Regions from separate parts of the Mus musculus genome. Here regions 2 and 3 are each linked to region 1. A link is a contact called in public HiChIP or PLAC-seq and Micro-C data. All regions are on one chromosome and are shown on one strand. Each heading gives the region's core, a stretch centred on a gene start, on an enhancer-like site or on the middle of the called end of the contact. The rest is flanking DNA. Distances are from core to core; before and after follow the strand shown. Region 1 holds the start of 9130024F11Rik (RIKEN cDNA 9130024F11 gene). Region 2 holds the start of Boll (boule homolog, RNA binding protein). Region 3 holds the start of Aox1 (aldehyde oxidase 1).

Region 1 (3,026 bases), core at 224-2,723:
ACTTCCTCCCACGCTGCAGAAGGGTACCGAAGGGTCCCGGGAAAGCAAGTCCCAACCAAACAAACACTGGAGGTCCCAAAGCTGCCCAGAACTTGAGGTACTAAGACCTGCTCTGTCTCAGGTCCCAAGAGTTAGCCCTCAGTTGTGTGGACAGAGTCGGACCTCGAAGCCTTTAAGCAGTACCCCATTCATTGCGGGCAGCGCTGGCATTATCCTCTCTTTGATAAAGAGCCACCACCACCATAAGCCCCACTTGGGGTGTCAGGGTTTTGAAAGGAGCGTACTTATGGGCGAGAGGTCCCACCAGGCCAGGGAGGGAGCAAGGACTTACACGGGTCCTTAAGCAAATTAATTGCTTGATAAATGCGCTGTGGATGGCCAAGCTGGATCAATGGATCCATGGAATCCCCACCTTTTACCTTTATGGACCAAGTACACTTGTGTACACAAACACACACCTTTGCACACAAAAAAATTAACTATAATTTCACGTGAGCGAGCATCCCAAAACACTCTGAGATTTGGAAAGGCTACCCTCCATCCCAGGATCACAATTATTATTTGGGAGCATTCTTATCTTCATCGTATCCTGGATGTGGTTGTTGTTTTTTAAGCCATTAAGCGTACAACATAAGAGAAAGAAATCTTGATTCTTAGGTACAGGAGCAGGCTTCATTAATCCTAATTTCTAAATCTGGAAAGTTTTTCTCGAGGTCCCTAGGCGAGCAGTGCTCCATACTCTTCAATTTTGGAGGAGTGACCCGGAAGAAGGGAAAACACCTGATGAAACGGCGCCCACATTGTCACTGAAACCCATGAAAGGAACCCCTAATACACCAGGGGCTCTGAGAATCCTCTAAGAGCGCTTTGGACGCGGGAGAAGCCTAGTCGCCACGAGTCCAGACGAGGTGGTGGTGGGGGACAGAGAGGAGTTAAGAAGAATGCGAAAGATGTAGGGAGTGCTCGGAGGGGTTGCCAGTGAAGGCTCCACCGCACTTCCCGGCTTCGCCTAAGCGCGCGTGAGAGCCAGAGCCCCAGAACAGCCGGGGAACTTAGCGCGCCCAGGGCTTCCCGAACTACAGGCGCCGCGTGGGAGCCCTCGCCCAGCGTACTTACTGCTCACGGTCTGTCTGAAACTTGGCTGGCTGGGGCTCTGTCCATGGAGCAAAAGTAGAGAATCCAGGGTGGAAAGTTTTTGGTGAATTGTAGTGTTGTCCTAGTCTTCCTTTCTCTTTCCTCCTTCCCCTTTCCTTTTCCTCTTCCCCGGTCCTAGCGTTTAAGGTCCTGGGTCAGGGTGTCTTCTTCTGGTTCGGAGATGGTTGTTATGATGATGGGGGCGGGGGGCAGTGAGGGAGGAGGAGGAGAGGGAAAGGAGGACTCCTCCAAAGGGGCACCAGAGCGAGCGGGGGAGGGGACGGCGGAGGAGGGGGGGGGGAGAGGGGGCTGAAAGAGCCTTTCACACCTTCGGGTAGAAGACCGGTTCTGGAGAGAAAGGGCTGAGGACTGGGAGGCTGCGGCGGCTGCTGGCTCCTACAGCCGCTAGCTCCAGAGGAGGCGCGGCCAGAGTCGCGGGGACGTTGCCACCAAGAGCGGGGAAGGTGCGGAGACCCCGGACCGCGCGCAAGAGAAAACGCGGCGGCCGCACAAGCTGTCACCTCCAACCTCTCCCCTCGCGGCTGCCTCTGCCAGAAGCCAGAGCCGGACTCACTGACAAGCCGCAGAGAGAAAGACACTGAGAGGGAGATGATTATTAGTTGCGTTGAGTCATCAGGCAAAGTGAGTCCTTTTGGGTTGTCCTCGGTTTCCGATTTCTCCCCCTCCCCCTTTCGGTCCCCAGATCTAGCGCCTTCAAAATAATAATTTGGGGTGGGGGTAGGGGATGTCTCTGGGTTATTTCGGGATGGGAATGGGGGGGACGGATCTAAACCCAAGCCAGACTGGTCCACCGCAATGAAGGAGGGGAGTGGGGGGCGGGGAGGAGGGCTGGGGAGGTTGCGGGGGGAGGGGGGCCCCGCCTGGCAGGAAATTAAACATCAATCAATCAATCGCTGTGAGCACGGCGACCCAAGGAGCCGGGCTGCGGAGGAGGCACAGGGATAGGCGAGGGGGTGGGAGTCAGGGAAAAAGGAGGAAGGGGGGAGTCGGAGGTGGGAGCGGGGTGGCAAGGACCTCATGCACCGGGCGACGAAGGACGGATGGCTGAGGACTGAGTGTGGCGCGAGGCGGTGGCCACGGCCGACGAATGGGTGCGTCTAAGCGCTGACGAACGCCAGGGCCCAGGGTCTGGTCCTCCTCCTTGTAGCAAGTCCAGGGCGCAGCCGCCTCGCCCAGCCCCTAGGCGCACTCGTCCCGGCGCGCAGGCTGCGGCGACTAGGCGGGCGCTCCGTGTCGCGGCTCGCCGCAGAGGCGCAGGCTGGCGCTCGGGAGGCGGCAGAGGCTGCCTCGTCTCCGGGCTCTGTTAATTGCGCCGCCGAGTACTTTCGACTTTGGAGATAGGAGGGCGATCGCCTCCCCCACCCACCGCCTCCGCCCACCACCCACCGCCTCCGCCCCTCGGAGCAACTTTTCTCGGTGCGAGCGAGCTCCCCATCTGCTCGGAGCCGACCGGCCCGGCCCGAAGCGCTCCCGGCCGCGTTTGGGGAAGGCCACTTCTCCCTCAAATCCCGTGCGGCCGCGGGTCCGGAACAATAGCCCGGGTGTCCCGAACGCCTGGAGCGAGACTCCGCCCGTCCGGCTGGCTGTGGGTCCGGCACTGGAGAAAGGGTTGCTCCGTGGGCACAAGGCAGGCTGCATCCCTGCCACTCTCGCCACGCGGGCTACGTTGCGAGCGGCGCAGCCCGAGCTGCCCGGAGGCCAGAACACTGTGCCGGCCGGGGCGCTGAAGCTGCGCGCCCCTCGGGTTGCAGCACTGGGGCTCCCGAAGACCCTCAGCGGCTGAGGACCGAGTTCGGCGCGAGCAGAGCTGAGCCGTGGGGACCTAGCCTCTCCGCCCCGAGCGAGGCCGCGCCGATGAGTCCCTAGCTGGT
Region 2 (3,026 bases), core at 336-2,835, 1.6 Mb before region 1:
ACATTCTAGAACCCATTTTATGGTTAGAGGCAACAAGGCTCTGACAGAGGTAACATCAAGTTCCTTCGAGGTTAGCACTGAATTTGAGGAGAGGGAACCTCCCACTGTCAACCATTTGAAAGCATGGAGCTAGGAGGCTGCCTGCTCCAGGATCCTTAGTCTGGACCCTCTGCTTCCCCGTAAAGCTCGACCACCAACGAGTTTCTTAAGATGCTCTTCCAAGGTAACATGGCCCTAGTGCCGTCTCCTCTGAGGCTTAACCTCGACCTCGAGATGGATCATCTTTGCAAAGACAAAGGAAGAGGTGGGCTAACCGTCGCAGTCACCGCCTCGGTGCTCCTTCCCCTCGGAGGCCAGCAGGCTGAGGCGATGGGGCAAATGGCCGGATTGACAACGTCCTCGGGTTCTCTCGGGTCATCGTGGACCGGGACACCGACACGAGGGTCTCCCCCCTCCCCACCAAAGTGCGGGAGGGAAAAGAAGGCCAGCCAGCGAGAAATTTTGTCAGGCAAACCCGCCAGCAGCGGTGGCGGGAACCCTCAACGGCACCTACCACGCGCTGGCCGCCTCGTGCAAGGCGGGGCCGCGGCCTTGCGTGGGCGCATGCTGATTGGCTGGCGGCCGGGCACGGGGCGGGGCGCGGCACGTTACCAGGCTGCACTGGGAGGGCGGGGGCGGTGGGGGCCCCTAGGCCCCAGCCGGGCCCAGGCCTGACAGGGCAGCGCGCGTAGCTCAGGCCTTCCCGGGCTCAGGCCTTGCCCCGGGTCGGGGCGTCGACGACGGCCGCGCAACTCGTGCCCGCGAGAACGTGTCCTGAAAAGGGCGAGCCGTCGAGGGCGCCGCCGTCCGGGCGGGAACACTTGAGGGCGGCCGCTCGCTAGGCATGTTTGGCCGATGGCCGTTTCCCCCGAGCTGCCCGTCCGCCCCACCGAGGGCCAGCGCCGCCTCCCCCACCCCCAGCGCCCCTTCTCACACAGCCCGAGGGGCCGCTCTCCTCAGCGGGGCTGCCCGCTGCCCTCCCGCGGCGCGTTCCTTCCCAACCCCACAGCAAGGCTTTCGACTCCAAAGTCCACTCTTTCCAGCCCGTCCGAAGCCGGGCCGCGCAGAGTCCGGCCGGCCCTCAGCACTCACCGCCCGGGACTCGGTCTCCATCTTTCTAATCTCCGGAGTTCGCGGGAAGCTCAAGTTGGAAGGCGCGTTCGCAGGAAGCGAGCCGGCGCGTCTCCCGTCGGGGACTCGCTCCCCCTGGCGGCGACGGCGGCGGCTGCAGTGGCGCAGTCTCCGAGCCGGGCGAGCTGCCCTGTGGGGGCGGGGGAGGCGGGCTGCGCGGCGGCGGTGGCGGTGGCGCTGTGCGCAAGTCCCGGGGCCGCCGGGGCGGCGGCACGGACGGCGCGCACCGCGACTGCCAGCGGCGGCAGGACGGACGGCTGGACGGACGGACGCGAGCACTGCGAGCGGAGGGGAACGCGCCGCGGAAGGCAAGAGCGGCGAGCCTTCCCTGCCCTGGAGGGCCGACCTCTAGGGTCTACTACAGAGAGTGGCCTCTGGGGACTTCCGAAAGCTGGCTCGAAGACAGGAAGACAAGTTCCCACGTGCAAACTCTGCTCCCCCTTCCGGGCGCCACACACAGAAGCAGCGGACGCCTCTGCTCTCAGCACCTGTCGCTGTCGCTGTCACTCATCCCTGCCAGGGAGGGCGGGGCAGCGCAGTTCAGGCCCCTGGTAGGCTAGCTGCCCTGCGCTCCTGGCTAATAATGCATATTTCATCTCAGCACTTGGGAGGCAGAGTAGGAGGATTTCTGAGTTCAGGGTCAGCTTGGTCTATATACCGAGTTCAAGGATAGTTAGTTTAAGGGCTACACAGTGAGACCTTGTCTCCCTCCCTCCCTCCCTCCCTCCCTCCCTCCCTCCCTCCCTCCCTCTCTCCCTCCCACCCCCACTCTCCCATAAAAGAACAAACAAGCAAATAAAATAAAAGTAGGAGAGAGCCTAAGGGAAGGGAACCAGCTTCATTAGACTTGGCCCCATAGCTTTGGGAACTCCGTTCAAAGACTCCTTTGCAAGGACTTTTTAAAAAGTGCCTGAGAGCCTACCTTCTCTCTTAAGTAGTATGTAATTTCTGTTAGATAAATTCATGTAATAAGGACTGTCATTATTATAAGCAACTATCCATCATACACATATCTTGTTTCCGGTGCAGTGCTTTATGGTCATTTCTACTGTAAATAGGTGGCTAAATACTTGGGTCAAAGTCTAAAGCTGTAGCTTTAACCCTAGCGCTCTGCAACCCCGATTCTTCATCTCAATGGGCTGGCTTTTAAGGGCTTTAAGCCATCAGATCAGTATCAGCAACTGTAAAAAGTTACATAACTTGTCCTCAGAGTAAGCAGCAACAATATTAATGTTAATATGTCCAAAGGTTAGTTATCAAGAATAAATATCCAAAAGCTTAGTTATTTACCAAAAATAAGATGGGAAACAATTTTTGTTAATTGTAGAAGCATCCTAGCAGTTGGAATACTTTTCTGCATACAATTTAAACTCATTTTCTCAGGTTTGAGTTTCTGTGGAAAAGGAATAATACACAGATGTGTATTCAGATTTAAGTACATATTCTAGAATTGATTTTTGGGCATTCTATCCCTCCAGTTGTAACTAAGGATTTGATTATTATTTGATTAGTGCTCTTTTCTTCTGAAGTCTTTTTCTTTCCTACTAGAATAGTTACTTTTGAAGGGAGCATCTTCTAAAAAGGCCACTTGTCACAGGAAATACTTGGTCTGACATAATGAACAAACTTGAGGGAACAGTGACTGTGTTAGGGAAGATAGCTACACTCCTCAGTTCAGCTCCTCTTTTACTTCTTATCCAAAAGGAACTTAAAAAATACTTGGCTGAATCACACAAAATTATATTGGATCAACTTAGTAGACAGTACAGTTCTTATGCTCATAATGGGATATGCTGCTGGAAGGCAAAGTTCAGACATTAGTCCTTGTTGCCAAAATATTTAAACTCAACTGGGGT
Region 3 (3,026 bases), core at 252-2,751, 1.1 Mb after region 1:
TGTTTTGCCTGTGTGTCTGTATGCCTGTGTATGTGTGTGCATATGTGTATATGTACATGCGAATGCATGTGTGTGAGTATATGTGTGTATATATATGGGCATGTGTGTGTATGTGTGTGTGTGTAGGTGTGTGTGGGTGGGGGGGGGAGTAGATGTGTACATGTGCATATGCCAGGGGCCCTGGATCATTAGAAGAAGGAAATGAGATTCCCTGGAACTGGAGTTTCAGAAGACTGTGAATGTTAGGAATTGAATCTGTTAGAAACAAATGCTCTGAGCCACTGAGCCATCTCTAGTTAGTAAGATTTTAGAATGGAGATTATTGGCATCAGGAGAGTAAAAGAATTCTAGCTTTTAATCTGTTCATCTAATCTTTTAATCTCTTCACTATTGCTAAAGCAGAATGCCCCAAACTGGATACTTTATAAAGAAAACAGGTTTGTTCTAGTCCTGGGTCCTGGAAGCTCTTAACCTCTGAGCCATTTCCCCAGATCCTGTCAAACATAAAGTATTTTTCAAAAAAGAAAATGTTTGACAGATATGGAGGCTCACACACACCTTTGATTCCAGCACTCAGGAAGAGGCAGAAGCTGATAGAAGCTGTCAGTTCAAAGCCAGTAAATTCCAAACTAGCCATAGCTTTATAGTGATGCTTACACACACACACACACACACACACACACACACACACACACACACACACACACATACACACACGTTTTCTGTCTACTGGTAAAACACTGTCTGAAATGTGCTTAAGATCCTTGGGAAGCAAGGAGGTGTTAGCCACTTACTGTTAACCACTCCTGGAATTGCTGAGATGTGGTTTCTTCTCCTCTACCTACAAACGGGAAGTTTTCACAATAAAAATGTTGTGTAGTGGTGCATACCTTTAATCTCAGCACTCAAGGGGCAGAGGCAGGTGGAGATCTGTGATTTCGAGGCCAGCCTGGTCTACAAAGAAGAGTTCCAAGACAGCCAGGCTGTTACCCAGAGAAACCCTGTGTGAATGGGTATTGAGGGGTGGGGATGTTGTATTGCATGAATAAAATAACCTAGGGAGATATACTAAGGCCTGGAAAATAATTTGGTCTCATTTGAGACTTGCCAGGTTTTATAAAGTGGATTCTAAAATATAAAGAAAGCCAAAAAGTGAGGTTAAGGGCGCAGGACTCTTGGGAAGTGACTCAGCAGTACAGCCAGGCTGCCTTCCCCCTAAACAAACGAGAGGATTCTGGAAACCACTTCAATAAGCAAGCATTGGCACAGATACTAGAGCAATGACTCAGGACTTCCTGAGGCTGGCCGCCCAGCTACCCCTCTCTCCCATCGATGCCAAAACCCAAAGATTTCAGCTTGTCTCCCACGCTGGCACACTCTGTAGTGTCAGGAGAGTTTTCCCTTTAGGACCTCTGCAGCATTGGCTCTTCCAAAACTTTCTGGGAGGGTGGAGACTTAGAAGCACAGACAAGCCCCGCCCTGTAGCCTCGGGCAATTTATTCTCTGCAAGGACTGGCGCTGCTAGGGACCTGCTAGGGACCTCGGAGTCATGGACCCCATTCAGCTGCTCTTCTACGTGAATGGCCAGAAGGTGAGAGCCCGCGGGTAGGCAGACTCCTGCACCACCCCGGACCCCAGTTCTGGGCCCTATCCCAGCCTGCGCCCTGCTTTCGCTGAAACCTTAGCATGGGGTCTCATTGGGTCCTCAGCATAGGAATCTGCATTATAAAACTCAAAGGAGATCAGATTATTTTTCAGACCTTTCGCATCACGACCAGCGCATGGAAGACTAAGAATTTCAGAATGTCTGAATCCCAGGGCCTCTCCCTTCCGGACGGGGAGCATCCAGACCTTCCCTCCCTTAAAGCCTCCGGCTGATAAGATCTTCCAGCACAATTAAATAAGTAGCCTCAAGTCTCTGCTTGTCTGGGTGAGCAATACCCAGCTTTAACAGGGCCACAGAGGTGCACTGGTTCTAGCTACTCTGTGATTTTTCAACTTGGTGAAGCCAAAGCAAGTTCCTGGCACAGCACAGCTTGCCAGAATCAGGGGCTCCTGCCGAGTGTGGCATTTTGTTTTATTTGTGTGTGTGCCTTGGCTCTGAAGACTTTTATGGCGGCTCCAGGCAAATCCTGTTGCTTGGGGACAGCAAAGCCTCTGGGCATCGTTTAAAGCAGCCGTCTGGGCAGTGGCCCAGCTCATCTGGAGTGTTCTCTGTGTAAACTGATAGCACTTTGAGTGGGGGGTGGAGAGCTGCTGTCCACAATGTCAGTTCCGCCCTTTGGATCCCGCTGTGTTCCCTGTGTCTGGCTAGGGACAGCCAGAGCCCTTGTTCTAGCTGGCACTGGCTGACCAACTGGAAGCCAAGGAAGGTTTAGCGCCAACCAGACCTTTCCTGTGTGAGGACTCTTCGGAGGCTATGAAGTTGAGTCACACTGCTGTAGTTTTGTAATGTGTTTTCTTCCTTGAAGAACAGGGTCTCCCAAATCATAGAAGCCCCCATTTAAAAAAAAAAAAAACCTTTATGAGTCCCTGCTTCATGGCCCTGAAGCGGGATAGATGGATCCTTAAATAGATGAAACCCATTAGCTGTCCCCCCATCTCCCCACAGGACTACCATGAAGGTGAACTAGAATAATGGGTGAAATGGCTGCCCTGTTCCTTCCGTTTCCTTTTGCATAACAGAAAAAGCTGGAGTGTATTCTGTCCTTACTAAACGAACGGAATCCATTGCCGCTCACTGGAGCCTCACTGCCTCTTGGAGGCAGACTCCAAGGCTACTAACAGGCCAACACTACTTATTGCGAAAAGAGCAATCATGAATATCCATTGTGTGTTTTCATGAACATCCTAACAGATACTAAGCTATGTTTAAGCTTATGGGATATAGCAAACCACAGAAAGGATGCGACCCCTGCTGGTGAGGGGTTGACACTGCTACACTGCTGGGGAAACAGCCAACAGGCATATAAATAAATGGAGAGAGTGTGGTGTCAAGCAGCGGCAGGTGCTGGCATGAAAACGGA

Evidence for each region. A called contact is a pair of places that touch in the nucleus more often than the background predicts. HiChIP or PLAC-seq counts read pairs in DNA pulled down with a chosen protein or histone mark.
Region 2: a contact with region 1 is called in a Micro-C map of embryonic stem cells, with 3 times the contacts expected there. The contact joins the promoter of Boll here to the promoter of 9130024F11Rik in region 1. A contact is called at or near these places in 4 of 39 promoter capture datasets (the 3T3-L1 cell line, embryonic stem cells, hippocampal neurons and 1 more), 2 of 484 Hi-C or Micro-C datasets (both in embryonic stem cells), 2 of 115 datasets of contacts at active chromatin or transcription factors (astrocytes and embryonic stem cells) and 1 of 9 other capture datasets (macrophages).
Region 3: an H3K4me3 HiChIP or PLAC-seq map of embryonic stem cells shows a contact between it and region 1, with 4 times the contacts expected there. The contact joins the promoter of Aox1 here to the promoter of 9130024F11Rik in region 1. A contact is called at or near these places in 1 of 39 promoter capture datasets (liver) and 1 of 115 datasets of contacts at active chromatin or transcription factors (embryonic stem cells).

The regions. Positions count from the first base shown.
Region 1 is chr1:56,969,996-56,973,021 of GRCm38.p6, forward strand. It overlaps 9130024F11Rik (RIKEN cDNA 9130024F11 gene), which reads left to right and starts at 1,474. Exons shown (of 2, transcript NR_024326.1): 1 at 1,474-1,776. It overlaps Satb2 (special AT-rich sequence binding protein 2), which reads right to left and starts at 1,339. Exons shown (of 11, transcript NM_139146.2): 1 at 1,117-1,339.
Region 2 is chr1:55,362,168-55,365,193 of GRCm38.p6, forward strand. Boll (boule homolog, RNA binding protein) reads right to left here and starts at 1,586. Exons shown (of 11, transcript NM_001368767.1): 1 at 1,132-1,586. The coding sequence starts at 1,152.
Region 3 is chr1:58,028,468-58,031,493 of GRCm38.p6, forward strand. It overlaps Aox1 (aldehyde oxidase 1), which reads left to right and starts at 1,502. Exons shown (of 35, transcript NM_009676.2): 1 at 1,502-1,591. The coding sequence starts at 1,550.